Linked DNA regions of Mus musculus: regions 1 and 3 are each linked to region 2. Evidence: chromatin contacts called from public Hi-C and HiChIP or PLAC-seq data. All regions are on one chromosome and are shown on one strand. Each heading gives the region's core, a stretch centred on a gene start, on an enhancer-like site or on the middle of the called end of the contact. The rest is flanking DNA. Distances are from core to core; before and after follow the strand shown. Region 1 has its middle 33 kb from the start of Mir6420. Region 2 overlaps Fer (fer (fms/fps related) protein kinase). Region 3 has its middle 180 kb from the start of Fbxl17.

Region 1 (4,512 bases), core at 864-3,363, 310 kb before region 2:
TTACACTGTAAGACATGCTCTGCCTTGAGAGCATTCATATATCACTTGCCAGAGCAACAGAGGCAAAATATTCAGAAACACCAATCTACTGGGATTTGAGGCTTGCTTTTGTTTAATGGGATAAGGTCTCCCTGTGTAGCCCTCAATTAACTCTTGCTTTAAAGGCTGAACTGGCCTTGAATGTGTGGAGATCCTTTGCCTCTGCCTTCTGAGTGCTGCTATTGCAAGCATGTGCTACCATGCATGGTTCATGGACCCAATCTTTACAGAATTTATTCCACCCTCCACTGCTGCCAACTGAAGTGGCATGGGGACCCCTTCAAAGGATTACTACTGTTAAATTATCACTTGAAAACAAAGACACAGTCTAAAGTTAACTCGTGCCAAGTACCAAAATACTGTGTTAGTGATGAACTAATTATTGATGTTATTTGGGACACTAATAGTTTTTAACAGCCCATATGAATCTAGTAGTCTCAATGGGCTGGTCACTATGTTTTTTTTTTTTAATTTAATTGCTATAGCCATATGAAATACCAAGGATTGTGGCAGAGCCAATATTTTGCTCTATTTGCAAGTTTATCAATTAACCCTCTATTTTTAATGGATGCTAAGTGAAGATGCTTGGGTCCAAGACAAAGGACATTATTACTTAGGGACATAGAAGTAACCAGAGCGCAAACAGTTCCTTGAAGCACATCTCCAAGCCTCACTTACCACAGTGAGTCCAAGGAGTGATGGATAAGAATAGTAGGCTACGTTACAGGGGAAAGACTCGCTCACATTCAGGAAAGCTGTGTCTTGTAAAACCTCCAAGGCTATTTACCATGTAGGATAGAGGCGATCGGGGCCTCTGCTCTCCTGGCACACAGAAAGGCCAGGCTCATCCATGAAGAACCATCCCCTCCCATGATGAGATTCTGTAATCATTTCCCGTACAGATGAGGAGTGCAAGACACGGAAAGGATCCCTTGGATGTTAGAAGACTTTCATTGAAGCCATCGGCATTTGCCTTCCCATGGGAATGTTTTAGGATTTATCAACTCATTTCATTTACTACAGGAAACAGATTTCTGTCAGGCAGCTATTCTCAACCTGTGAGTCCCAACCTCCCCCACCCACCCCCACCCCCACCCCCAGGGGTTGCATATCAGATAGCCTACATATCAGATATTTATATCATGATTCATAACAATGGGAAAATTGCAGTTATGAAATAGCAACAAAATGAGTTTATGATGGGGGCGGGCCACCACAACACGAGGAACTGTATCAAAGGCTCACAACCTCAGGGAGGTTGAGGACCACTGACTGCTGGTGTTGCGGCTGAGCTCACAAACTGGAAGAGAGCGGGTTTGGGCATCAAGATGTATCCTAAGACGATGCTTTGTATTGGGTGTCTTGAAAAAAATATATTATGGTTTCATCTCTGGAATATCAGTTTAAAGTGTGACTATAAACTTCCTCACACGGTCTCACATCTACTATGCCCAAGGGAGCAACCAATGTTGCAGTAGGAAGAACATAATACACTCCTGATGTGAGGTGGTGCCATGTTGTGATTCTGGCCTGCACTGCTAACTTTTCTGAGGTGTTGCCCTATGGGTGAGCTAGGGAGTCTCTGCAGGGTCGATGCAGGTGCTAAAGATAAATGGAAGTGAGTTTCCCAGCACAGCATTCTGACACCCAGTAAGTGCCAGCAGTAGACAGCCACACTGAGCTGCGGGGTGGCAGCAAGCCTCTAACTTCCATTGCTGTCGAAATTTGGAAGGTTCAAGAACAAAATCAGAAGGAGATTTTTTTTAAGCCCTCTCTTCCTCCATATAAAAGCTTTTATAGGCACTGAAGATGTGTCACGCTGAATTCAACCTTTTTCATTCAGATTAATTTTAAACGTGGAGTGAAAAATGCTTCCAGCTGTCAAAGCACTGGCTGTTAGCAACAGCACGGGTGTTGTTCTTTTAAAAGGTCTCCTAATATTTCCCTTAGTAACTTGAAGCAGGGGAGCTTCTTTTTCTCTAGAATGATGTGAATAAAATACAGCTGTGTGGCAGAGGCAGGCGTCGGGCTGAGGAGCTTGGCAGTCTACAAGTGCCGTGATGCTGAGATCATGACTTATCACTGGAGCTTGTGATGTGCTCAGAGACGCCTTTTGTGTTTGATTTCCCAGCGATTCACATGGAGAAGTGTGGGAGATGAGCTTGTCTTTTACGTCCGGTTAAAAGTTACCCCACAGACATTAGAGGAAAGCAAGAAACACTGCCTACTCAGTGGGCAGGCTCCTACAGAGGAAGAGACACACTCAGCAAACAGTTGTGTGCTCGGGCTCTGGCAGATGGAGCCTTGCGTCCTTTGGCGAATTCTTCCACCCTGTAAAGTTTAATGATTTGCCCTCCCCACAGATTGCTGAACCAATTATTGCCCACGACTGTTTGATGTTGATTTGCTTCAAAAAGCCTCTCAACTTTAACTAATAGTTGCAATCTGAATTAACAATAACCAAGGAAGTATGGAATTGATGGGTGCATTCTGGTGATTCACTCCATACTCAGCTTGTTATCTGCATGAAATACAACTGTGGCTCCATGAATAATTCTCAAAAAATGTTGAATTTAAAATGAGCTCTGGGTAGGATAAACAGTAGTTGAATAATGCTTAAACTCCACCATCTGGTATTCTAGTATTTTAATGTGAGCTGAATTTCTTTTATTAGGTGCCTATTTGAGATTCTTCCTGTAGAGATCGTTCTGCCGAAGGAGTTCTGTAAGCTGAGGAGAAGCACAAGTTATGATTCAGGACCATTTTCTTTTATAGCAATGCTCTTAAAGGGAAACCCAAGCCGTAAAATCCCAGTCATCGTCCCTAGGGTGCAACTAAAGAATCCCTGACAAAGTTTCTCTTAATTCAGAGGATTTATTTGTGAGACTCCATATGGTTGGTGCATGGTACATGCAGAAGGAAGGGAAGAGTCACTTGGGGAACAGGGATGAAGGGAGGGCCCAGAAACAGGAAACAAAAAGAAACGACTGCCAGGGCACATGCTTGGCCTATGGAAGTAAAACAGAGTAAATGAAGGTTGTTTTTTTTTTTTTTTTTTTTTTAATGAAATGGTATTTAAAAAGGATCATCATACCTGTAAAAATAATAATTAATGAGAAATAATAATCAATGTTGGGGCTGGAGAGATGGCTCAGAGATTAAGATCAGGATCTGTTCTGCTCTTCCAGAGAACCTGAGTTCAGTTGCCAGCATCACTTGGGTGGTTCAAAACCCCCTGTACCTCCAGTTTCCGGAGGGTCTAAAGCCTCTAGAATCTATGGACACCTGAAGACATACACACTTTAAAATAAAATAAAATATAATATAATATAATATAAAAGCGAACACTATTTTCTGAAAGTTTTAAGCTAAGCTAGCTACTCCTGTAATTTAAGATAGCATTTGCATGAGAGATGTTTTCTTCCCGATGTGAGAGGCTCAACACAAGCTTATGTAGAAGAGTCAAGTGACAATAATCTTGAACTATACATAGCACCCTGACAAAAATATTTCCACATGCCTTATCCCATTTGACTGAAACAGCAGAACTGGGTGTCTCCACCTGATTCTGTGTCTCACCCACAGGGCCAGTTACTGAATGACAGAACCTTGAGGTCAGTTTTACTTTTCAAAATCTCAACTCTAACTCTTATATTTTAAATTAGTCAAAGTGGAGAGGATATACTGCATATATTGAAAAAAAAAAAAAAAAGCCATGATCTGCCTGGAATGTAGCTTCTGATGTTCAATTACAACTGCCTAGGAAACTCTGGCTCCAATACCAACTGGGGAAAAAAAATCTGTGCTCTCCACAACTGACAGCAAGGCCCCACTGCTGAAGGTAGCACTCGCACAACTCACTGAATGTGGAGAAGTCGAGACGGTGTTGTCTACATAGAGCCCCTACCCCTGTGTTCCAGCGTCTTTGGTACAGGAAGATACTCTGCATGCTACCAAAAGAGAAACGTAAAAAACACCAAGCCTTTGACCACCTTGCAAGATTTGCCAGGGCAGTGGTGGCACAAAGCTTATGGAAGTAACCAACTCATAAGTTGACTTGACTTAAGACCCACTCCACAATTAGGAAGCCATACCCAATACTGCTTGGGTGACCAAGAGCCTGAAACTAGATAGCCCAGGGACCTAGGGACAACCCAAATACTACCGTACCCTCCTCTCTGTCTTTCTCTCTGTGTGTCTCTCTTTTCCCTCCTCCCCCTTCTCTCTGTCTAATGTATATATGTAATATATAGATAGATGATAGTGTTAAAACGATTCCTCATGATAGTCTGCTATACTCATAGATCAATGCTTTGTTGAGAAATCATCAGAGAAGTTTCCTCCTGCAGCAGATAGGAACACATACAAAGACCCCACAGCCAGACATTGCACAGAGAGAGAGAGAGAGAAAGAGAGAGAGAGAGAGAGAGAGAGAGAGAGAGAGAGCACAACTGACCAACATTGGAATATTCA
Region 2 (4,448 bases), core at 567-3,066:
TCCAGTTGGAACTCAGCCTCATCCTAACTCTAATCCTTTCCCAAAAGCTAGGCCAAGGGTGGCAACTTAGGAGAGGCTTTAGAGATGTGTGCAGAGAAAGAGGCCAGCATGCAGACTCCTCAGGACAACTCCAGGACATCCCAGGGAAAGCATCCACTGGGAGGTGTATGGGTACACTGGCGGATAACCATGCTGGGAAAGACCAGCCTTTGCTACACACACACACACACACACACACACACACACACACACACACACACACACACAGACACACACACATAGACACCCACATACATAGACACAGATAGCCACACAGGCAGACACATATACACACACACACATACACAGACACACACACACAGAGACACACACAGACACAAAGTCTTGAAAGTGGCATGGGCAATTCTTTTGTGTAGAAGCCATCCCTACAAAACATAGTCTCTGTTGGTGGTTTCCTTCTCTATCTTTCCTTTACAAACCCTCACTAGAGCCTAGTGAGCAGACTAGGCGATCTGCTCATAAAAAACACAATCAAAACAACATAAAATTTGTTTCCAAGGACATGAAGACTTTGAAAAATAGTAGTTTAAGTTGCAACATTAAGTTTGGGTTGTACGGCCCCAACTACCTGAAAATATATTAGGATTCTTCTTTACTTTCATATTGATGTCAAAATTATTATACAATAATAAGTTCTTGAGAATGTATCAGACAAATGTCACAGTGGTAACTGAGTTAAAGCTTGGTCTAAAGACCTATGTGTTTCCAGTATTACCAAAATAGAATTGTGATATATGAAATACATAAACACGATTAAAATGGAAAAGGGGGGTGGATCATACCTGAGGATAGAAAGCCTAGGTCAAAGCCCAGAAACACATGTATTCTCACTAAAATTGTATTCTTTCACATAGGAAATGGTGATAATTGCTTCCCTTGGCTACTGTCAGAATCAGATGACAATCTGTTCATGAAAATAAACTATAAGCTCTAACCAGCTCAATTCAACTCTATCATTATTCTTAGGATTATTTTCCTGAAGAAAATGCCTCTGACAATAATGAAACATTCCCTAATTGCTTTACATGTGATACAAATGTGTTGTTGTCTTTCAAGAAATTTCCAAAACATAGGAGGAAAGTCAGAATTAGAATATTCTTCTTAAAATGTGTGTGCTTTCACTTTAAAACATTCTCTTATAAAGTTGTTCTTTTCTAGTTTCAGCTTAGGAAGGTTTGTGGGAGGAGGGGATGGCCCAGGCCACACAGCAGAGCACCAGAGTCCTGCACACCCTTTAACCACAATTGCGTGCAGATTGTTTCCCAGAGGGAAAGTAGAAGCTGAAATGCAGAAGATAGATGAAGGAATGAGTCCCAGTGGTGAGGAATCATAGAAAGAGCTAATCAGGCTAGAGAGATGGCTCAACTGCTAAGAGCACTCTTCTGCACTTTAGATTCCCAGCATCTGTATGGTGGCTCACACTCATCTGTCACCATGGGATCTGACATCCTCTTCTGGTGTGCAAATGTACATGCAGGCAGAACACCTATATACATAAATGAATGAATCTTATTTTTTAAAAAAGGCTAAGACAGGTTTGGCATAGAACTGTCCTAAGTAACTCTGAAGAATAGCTCTACAGTACTCTTCTCAGTTTGTAAAATGAATTATTAAGAGTCTGTAGCTCATGGTCCCAAGTCAATTTTGTTTCCCTTGCTCTGCTCCCATCCAAGATCCCACCTCCATCAATGACACCCACGGTCTCTGACTCACTCTGAGTCTGAGCCACTTGAAATTGGTGAGACATAGCTTTTTGGACTTAGTCACTCAACCTCAACAAACAATATAAAAGGGGTCATGCTGTTACTTGGCATTGCTGTGGCTGATGTTGACTTGTCAGAATTAAGATGGTAGCTTTTGTTCTGTGAATCACACTATCAAATCCTGAGCACTGTTTATACATCGTCATAATAATACCTTTCTCTACTTAAGAGGAAGACTCTGAAAAGAAGGCCAGGGGAGTACCAACTTCTCTTGTATTGTCAACTGCAAATTAACAATCTATTTCCAAGAGAAAAAACCTTCCTTTCCAGCAAAGACGTCCATACCCTCTGCACATGAGGTAGGCAGGTTGTGTAGTAGGGATGCAGATTCTCCCTTGTCATCAGTCAATGCACCTCTGCACCATGTACTCACTGAGGCTGTTGGGATGACAACGTCACCTTGGGTGGACTCCAGGGACTTCTGTCTAAGAAAGGGGGCAGCTAGGCTTTGTCTTGTGGTCTGGCATCCTCGGGGGCCTAAGGAAAGTTGACTTCCTTGCCCTGGCTCCACCAGCTTCTGGTACTCTTCTAACCTGCCCTTGCAGCCCACAGGATCGTGACTCCACCGGGATAAAGAACAATGTGAGGCAGGCATTTCCCTTCTGCTACTGACTAATCTCCCACCTCCTGGAAGAGCAACTGCCATGCGATAAGCATGCAAGAGCTGAAGAAAATGATCAATAAATAAACGTCTTCCTGTTGAGTTAGTAGCTTTGTCTCCTTTACAAAACATTCCTTGCTTGGTTGTATCTTTCCTCTGGGCAAGGTCAGAGGTGCCACATTCCATAATACCAAATGCAGCATTTCACTTGGTATCAGCTGATAACTTTAAGCTCTGCGTCTTCACTAATTTTTAAGTTTCTGAAGAGCCCAGCTCTTGGCTCTGGATGTTGACAGTGCCACCTTAGGTTCATTGTTCAGAGAAGGCTTGAAGTGGCAATCACAGTAACAGCTATACTAATCCCAGATACTCCCTGCCCACACATACTTTAGGCACATTTGTTTCAGGTAATTCTTGAAACAATGTTATGACATTGGCAGCACACTGAAAACAGAAGATGCTGCCCAACAGACACAACCTGAATTCCAGCTGTTCTTGCAGCAGAGCTGTCTCAGTGCATACAGCTGGGCACTCAAGCAAGCGGCAGGAGTGACATGAGGAGGAAGGCTCACCAAGTTCTTAAGTACTGCCTAAAGTAAAGCTAAACTAAGAGCATATAAGTTGCTTTTAGCAACTAAGGCCTCTCAGTGATTCCTGACAGACTAAAAGTTCCCTTACTGTTATTTATAACATCATATAGATGGCAGAACATCTAACAAGCTTGAAGAGCAAACACATTACTGACCTCCTACTTTCTTTTATAAAGAAACTTTAAATATGTTATGATATAGAAATTTAAATATTATATAATTCAAAGAATTATACAAGAATTATTACAAGTTACTGCTAATGCATACCATTTGATTAATGCTTACCAACTGTTGTCTGTCCACTGGAGGACACAGTGGAGAAGTCTTATGTTACAGCAAGGGATTATTAACACTGCCAGGGAAGAAATCTGTAGCTATCAGATTTATTCAGTACCGAACAAGGTTATATTAAGTCAGGCTTCTGAATCCACAGTCCTTAGAGATCTTTAAAAAGAAAGCCAGCAGTCAGCCATTCTGGATGGATGGCTACATCTAAAGACAAAGAGACCCGAGGGTTCCTATTCTACCGCTAAAGGCCATAGAACTACAAATCCCACTTTGTGAGATTTAACACATCACATTTCAAGAGACTAATTTAGTACAATTTTTTTTGGTAACTCATCTTCATCTTTCTTACACTCCTCTCAGCAAACAGACATTAGCTATCAGTCACACCAGAGACAGGAAGCAGAATGAGAAAATATTCCTGATAAAAATTCATACACTGACAGTGAGCTATTAAAATTAACCTTACCTGCTTATTTATGCATTTTAAGGTGGCCATTTATAAACTTTTAAGTTATATATATGATTCATACTGTTTCAGCTTTGGATGTGGTTAAAGGAAGCTATTGAGGGATTAACAGAGGGAACACTATGCCAGTGTGTTCAGTGCAGCAGGGTAGTGCTTTGAGGGAGAAATGCTGCAGTGGTTTGAATAATAAGGGCCCGACAGGTTCATATATTTGAATGCTTAGTCACCAAAGAATGTTTAACTCTTCTGTAGGATTAGAAGGATTAGGAGATGTGGCCTTGTTGGAGGAAGTATGTCACTAGGAGTGGGCTTTGAGGTTCCAAAAGCCCATGCCAGGCTACATCTTCTCTCTGTGCTGGCAGGTCACGATGTAACTCTAAGCTACTTTTCCAGCACCATGCCTGCCTGTCACCATGTTCCCTGGTCACAGTGATAATGGACTAAGCCTGAAGCTGTCCAAAAGCTTGCTATTAGATGCTTTCTTTTACAAGAGTTGCCCTGGTCATGCTGCCCATCACAGCACTAGAGCATTAGCTCAAGCACATACCAAAGTGCCTTCGGGAGGGGTGAACATTCATCTTAATAATCACAGTATGTGAAGAAAAAGGTTAAAACCCATGAAATGATATGAACCTTCATTAAATATTCAGTACACACTTGATGAAGAGCCCTACTATGTG
Region 3 (4,227 bases), core at 963-3,462, 420 kb after region 2:
AACAGGCTCAGAAGGAACAAGAACAGGTCTCACCTTTGAAAAGGGAAGGATGTGAAGAATCTGTGGCCATCTCTAACTGGCTGGACCAGATTCAGAACAGAAAAAGAAAAAAACTGATGAAGAACACTGGACTTTTCAAAAGTGAAAACGGCAATGTCCATGTAGGTAAGAGATGAAGGGAGAGGGGCCACTGCAAGATAAACGCAGAACTGAAAGGGCCCTGATTCTGTGGGTCTGAGGAAGCCAAAAGATTTAAAGTTACAAGGTTATATAACTTTAATAGTTTATCAAATATAGTATTTTTTATATACTTACATACTTAATATATTACCTATGTACTTATGTTTAATAATATATTAAATATAACATGTAATATTATATACTTATATTTAATAGTATATTTGATATAGTGTATATAATATACTTATATGTAATGATATTGCTAAATATAGTGTATTTAATAAGCTATTAAATAAACTGTTAAATATACCATATTTAATCATTTATTAACTAGTATAGCACAACCATGCTAGGCAATGCAAAAAGAAAACTGTAGTAGGCTAATATTTTCAGAGTGAAGAAAGGACCAAACTGATGAAATAGTAAATATTCCCACCTGGTTTTCAAAATTGAATTTCTGAAGTCCATTTCATCCAAAAGTGAGAATCAGGTTATTTAGAGCAAGCAAAATTTGCAGTGTTCCTTGATCCTCAGGTTTATGTGACCATCTCCTCCTCAGAGTTTTAGCCAAATCTCTCTCCCCTCCCTCTCCCCCTCCACCCTCTCCCCCCTCCCCTCCCCCTTCTCTCTCTCTCTCTCTCTCTCTCTCTCTCTCTCTCTCTCTCATGTTCCATCTCCTATTTCCTGTCTCAGCTCATTGGCCATAGTCTTTTTTATTGACAAGTTGGGCTTCCATAAAGTAAATAATAGGTTCTCTGTACCTATAGCCTCAGTTGGCAAGAAAAGCACTAGTCTGGGGAGTGGAGGGATTGGTTCTTTTTAAATATTTTTAAATCCTTCAAAGTTAGCATACTTACCTGGGGACTATACATGAAGGTTTGATGGAAACTCCAATTTCATACTAGTCCCTTCTGGTGAACAGCTTCAGGAATCAATCCCTGGATTTTCAAGTAGAAATATATCTATTCCCCAAGTTCAGTCTACTTCATAGATGGTACTAGAGTTATCTTTTCAGAAGGGGACTGTTAAGGTAACCTTGAACAGTTCCATTAGGGAGAGCTCATTTCTCCTGCTCAAAAATCTGCCCTTATCTTCAGGTGGACGCCTAACATTCAACCTTCTCAAAGTACAAGGGTTAATCCAGCTGGGCCTGTCCGTCATCTGTGCAGGGCCCACTCTCCCAAGTCCCACAGCCAGTGATGGGGCAGCGCTGGATAGACGTCCTCTCTAGTGACCCCGGGGCCAGCCCTCCCAGTTACTACAGGTCACGGTGAGGGGGAGGGGAAAGAGCATCACAACGCACCCATGCCATCTCACCGCAGACAAGTGCCCTCACCCTTGGGGCTGGTTCACCTGCAATCCCTCCACCAGGGCCAGCTCTACTGTGCTGACTGGCGAGGCTCAGGGCCCATTCTCCCGAGAGCCGCCAGCAATGAGAGATGGAGCCAGCTCTCCAGAACAAAACATCCAGTGAGGGACGAGGCCATTCTCTCTGGCACCCCTGGCACCTCTTGAAACTTTCCCAGGTTCTCAATGCACATAGTGGTCAAGGCTCTAGACCCAACACAGGGAACAACAGCACATAGGGATCTTCTCTCTATGCTGTATGGTCTCCATAGATGGCCTGCCTGCCGAAATCTGCTTTGAACAGATCTTCTTCAGTTTCACTAATCTCTTCACTGTGAGAGTGAAGGGAGTTGGTTAGCGGCAAGGGGTAGGATTTTCCCCTTTATCACTATATACTTTAGCCCCTACTCTTGCCAGAAAGGTAGTGGTAAGTCCCCAAGCTTAGACCCTTGTTACTAAATTTCAAAGTCTGGGCCTTTAAGTAGACAGAGCAGGACCTAACATCTTTTGTGGTAACAGCAAGAGAGTCTCTCAAATCCCACAAAGATGTAGTCATCTTTCCTAGTATAACAAACATCTGATCTTTGTGAGTTTCATAACCAATTGCAGATGCAGCTGGGGGTTTTCCACTACATTCTTCGAGATTCTCCCTGTCAACTTTTTAGCAAGTGATGTCATCACTAAGGGCCTCCAGGGAGCAGAGGGATTGCATGTGTCTTGAGTCTGTGTCCAGATTACAATGGTGTATATAAATCACATTACAGTATTTGAAAATATGTGACTCGTTATTTTCTTTGGACCACTGAAGTGCAGCATTTAAAAAGTCCAAATTAAAATTTTTGGTTTATTTCCCAGACTAGAGCTCATTGTATCCAGAGATTTATGAGTTCCTTCAGAGAGATAAGACCCAACTTCATTCCACTCATAAGAAGAAAAATAACCACTGTAGATACCCCGTGGCTTCTATCTCCTGTAGCAAGCTTCCTGTCTCCAAATTCCTAAGGATTGAGAGGACAAATAAACAGAGGATCTTGGGTGGACAGGGGAGAATATCACAGCAGGATGGGGAACATGCTTCACCAGACAACTGAAAAATAAAAATAAAAAAGAGGGAATAGAAACAAAATCTCCCAGATAGTGTTTGATGTTTTCATACGTAATACAAATATGAAGAACATGTTAGTGGCATGTATCATGAATCAGTTTAAGGCATTATTGTCACAGGCACTTGACTGCAGTAAGAACTACAATGTACATTTATAATGAGTAAATGTCATCTTTTGTGCTGTCCACCAAGTCCTCTTAAGAGATCCCTGTGAGAAGGGGAGGGACCCCAAATGGCATGATCAAGGTGGGACATAAAATCACAGCAGGACAAGTCACCAGTGTTTAAGAGGGGTTAGCGTGCTTGGCCTTGATCTGAACAAAATAAAGTGAATGAAACTTCCCAGGAAATATTTCTGGAGTACACTGAGGCCAACTGTTTGGTTGGACAATACTCTAGTCAAGTGTTGCGCTAGAACACATGAGACGGGTACACAGATCTGAGTCTAGTGAGACAATCTAGGCAGTGCTTGGAGCAGGATTTAAGTATCAGAAGCAAAGCATTGATTACTCTCCATTGTTGAATTTTCAAGGTGTCAATCAACTCCTAACAATGGTAATGGTTTTTTTTTTAATTTAACATTAAGTTTATTTATTTATTTGTTTATTTATTTGTTTGTTTATTATTTGTGTGCATGTGTTGGATGCGGGCGAGTGTGTGGGAGTTCAGAGGACAGTTTATGGCAGTCCACTTTTCTCCTTCCATAGCGTGGATCCTGGGAATTGAACTCTGGCCAGCTGCCTTGGCAGTGAGTGCTTTTACCCACGGAGCCACCTTGCAGGCCCCAAAGTAGCTTTTATTCTGGTGCCTGCGCTCCACTTCCACTCCACAGCAAAGCAGAGTAGGATCTGAAGAGTTGTAACAGTCTACCCAGAAGACGATTCTCTAGACGCTTCTTTGACCAGCTTTTGAAGCTGTGATTTGGGGCAACCATGATGAAAGCAAGCTGGAGCGGCCCTCAGAGACTGTAAATCAGGGGCAACCATCCCTGCAGTAGGGAAGTGCGGTACCAGAGCACTTTCTGTGGTCGGTAGAGAGCAAGTGAGCGACCTGTGGAGCAGGTTCTCTTAGCTTCCTTGTCATGATCAGCTGAGCCACATTGTGCTGCTCACAGAGGTAAGGCTCCTGTGGCTCGGCTCGGTGAGTATGTTGACTAGGGAGGGTTAGGGGTCTAGCCTTTTTCCCTTAGAGAATTGGAAAGCAGAAAATATAATTTAGTGCCATTGAACATTTCTGGGCTCACTGCTGGTGGCATTTACAGAAACCGCATAGGGGTAGAACAACCTCACTCTCTATTATCCCACTGAGATGACTGAAGGTAATGATCAAAATTTCCTGTCACAACTCAGGTGTAATGAAGGTTGACATGACACTGTGTACTAGGTGCCAGAAACCTTGGTCTCCCTATTGGGGCCCTCCTCTGCTTTTGTATCCCTTCTAAGCGCCCTCCAAGTCCTCCTAACTGTCTCCCCAGTCTGCCTAACCTAGTTCCACTGACACTCACCCTTCATTACTGCCAGAACCTGCCCCTCTCCATCTCCAGAGTTTCCTCCATTCCTTTCCTGCCTTCTCACATCAATACCCAGAAATCACCC

Evidence for each region. HiChIP or PLAC-seq counts read pairs in DNA pulled down with a chosen protein or histone mark. A called contact is a pair of places that touch in the nucleus more often than the background predicts.
Region 1: a contact with region 2 is called in a Hi-C map of adipose-derived mesenchymal stem cells, with 2.0 times the contacts expected there. The contact joins two enhancer-like sites. A contact is called at or near these places in 2 of 484 Hi-C or Micro-C datasets (adipose-derived mesenchymal stem cells and nephron progenitors).
Region 3: a contact with region 2 is called in a CTCF HiChIP or PLAC-seq map of the NIH/3T3 cell line, with 9 read pairs. The contact joins two enhancer-like sites.

What each region holds. Positions count from the first base shown.
Region 1 is chr17:64,405,367-64,409,878 of GRCm38.p6, reverse strand. No RefSeq gene overlaps it. Among named protein-coding and RNA genes, the nearest start is that of Mir6420, 33 kb to the left of the region's middle. Within about 2 kb of position 2,113, at least 63 of the 459 cell types and tissues checked have an H3K27ac peak or open chromatin away from gene starts, as enhancers often do. A contact at or near this core is called in adipose-derived mesenchymal stem cells, where this site is marked.
Region 2 is chr17:64,091,284-64,095,731 of GRCm38.p6, reverse strand. All of the region lies in intron 16 of Fer (fer (fms/fps related) protein kinase), which reads right to left. Among named protein-coding and RNA genes, the nearest start is that of Gm46590, 40 kb to the left of the region's middle. Within about 2 kb of position 1,816, at least 37 of the 459 cell types and tissues checked have an H3K27ac peak or open chromatin away from gene starts, as enhancers often do. A contact at or near this core is called in the NIH/3T3 cell line and adipose-derived mesenchymal stem cells, where this site is marked.
Region 3 is chr17:63,676,421-63,680,647 of GRCm38.p6, reverse strand. No RefSeq gene overlaps it. Among named protein-coding and RNA genes, the nearest start is that of Fbxl17, 180 kb to the right of the region's middle. Within about 2 kb of position 2,212, at least 51 of the 459 cell types and tissues checked have an H3K27ac peak or open chromatin away from gene starts, as enhancers often do. A contact at or near this core is called in the NIH/3T3 cell line, where this site is marked.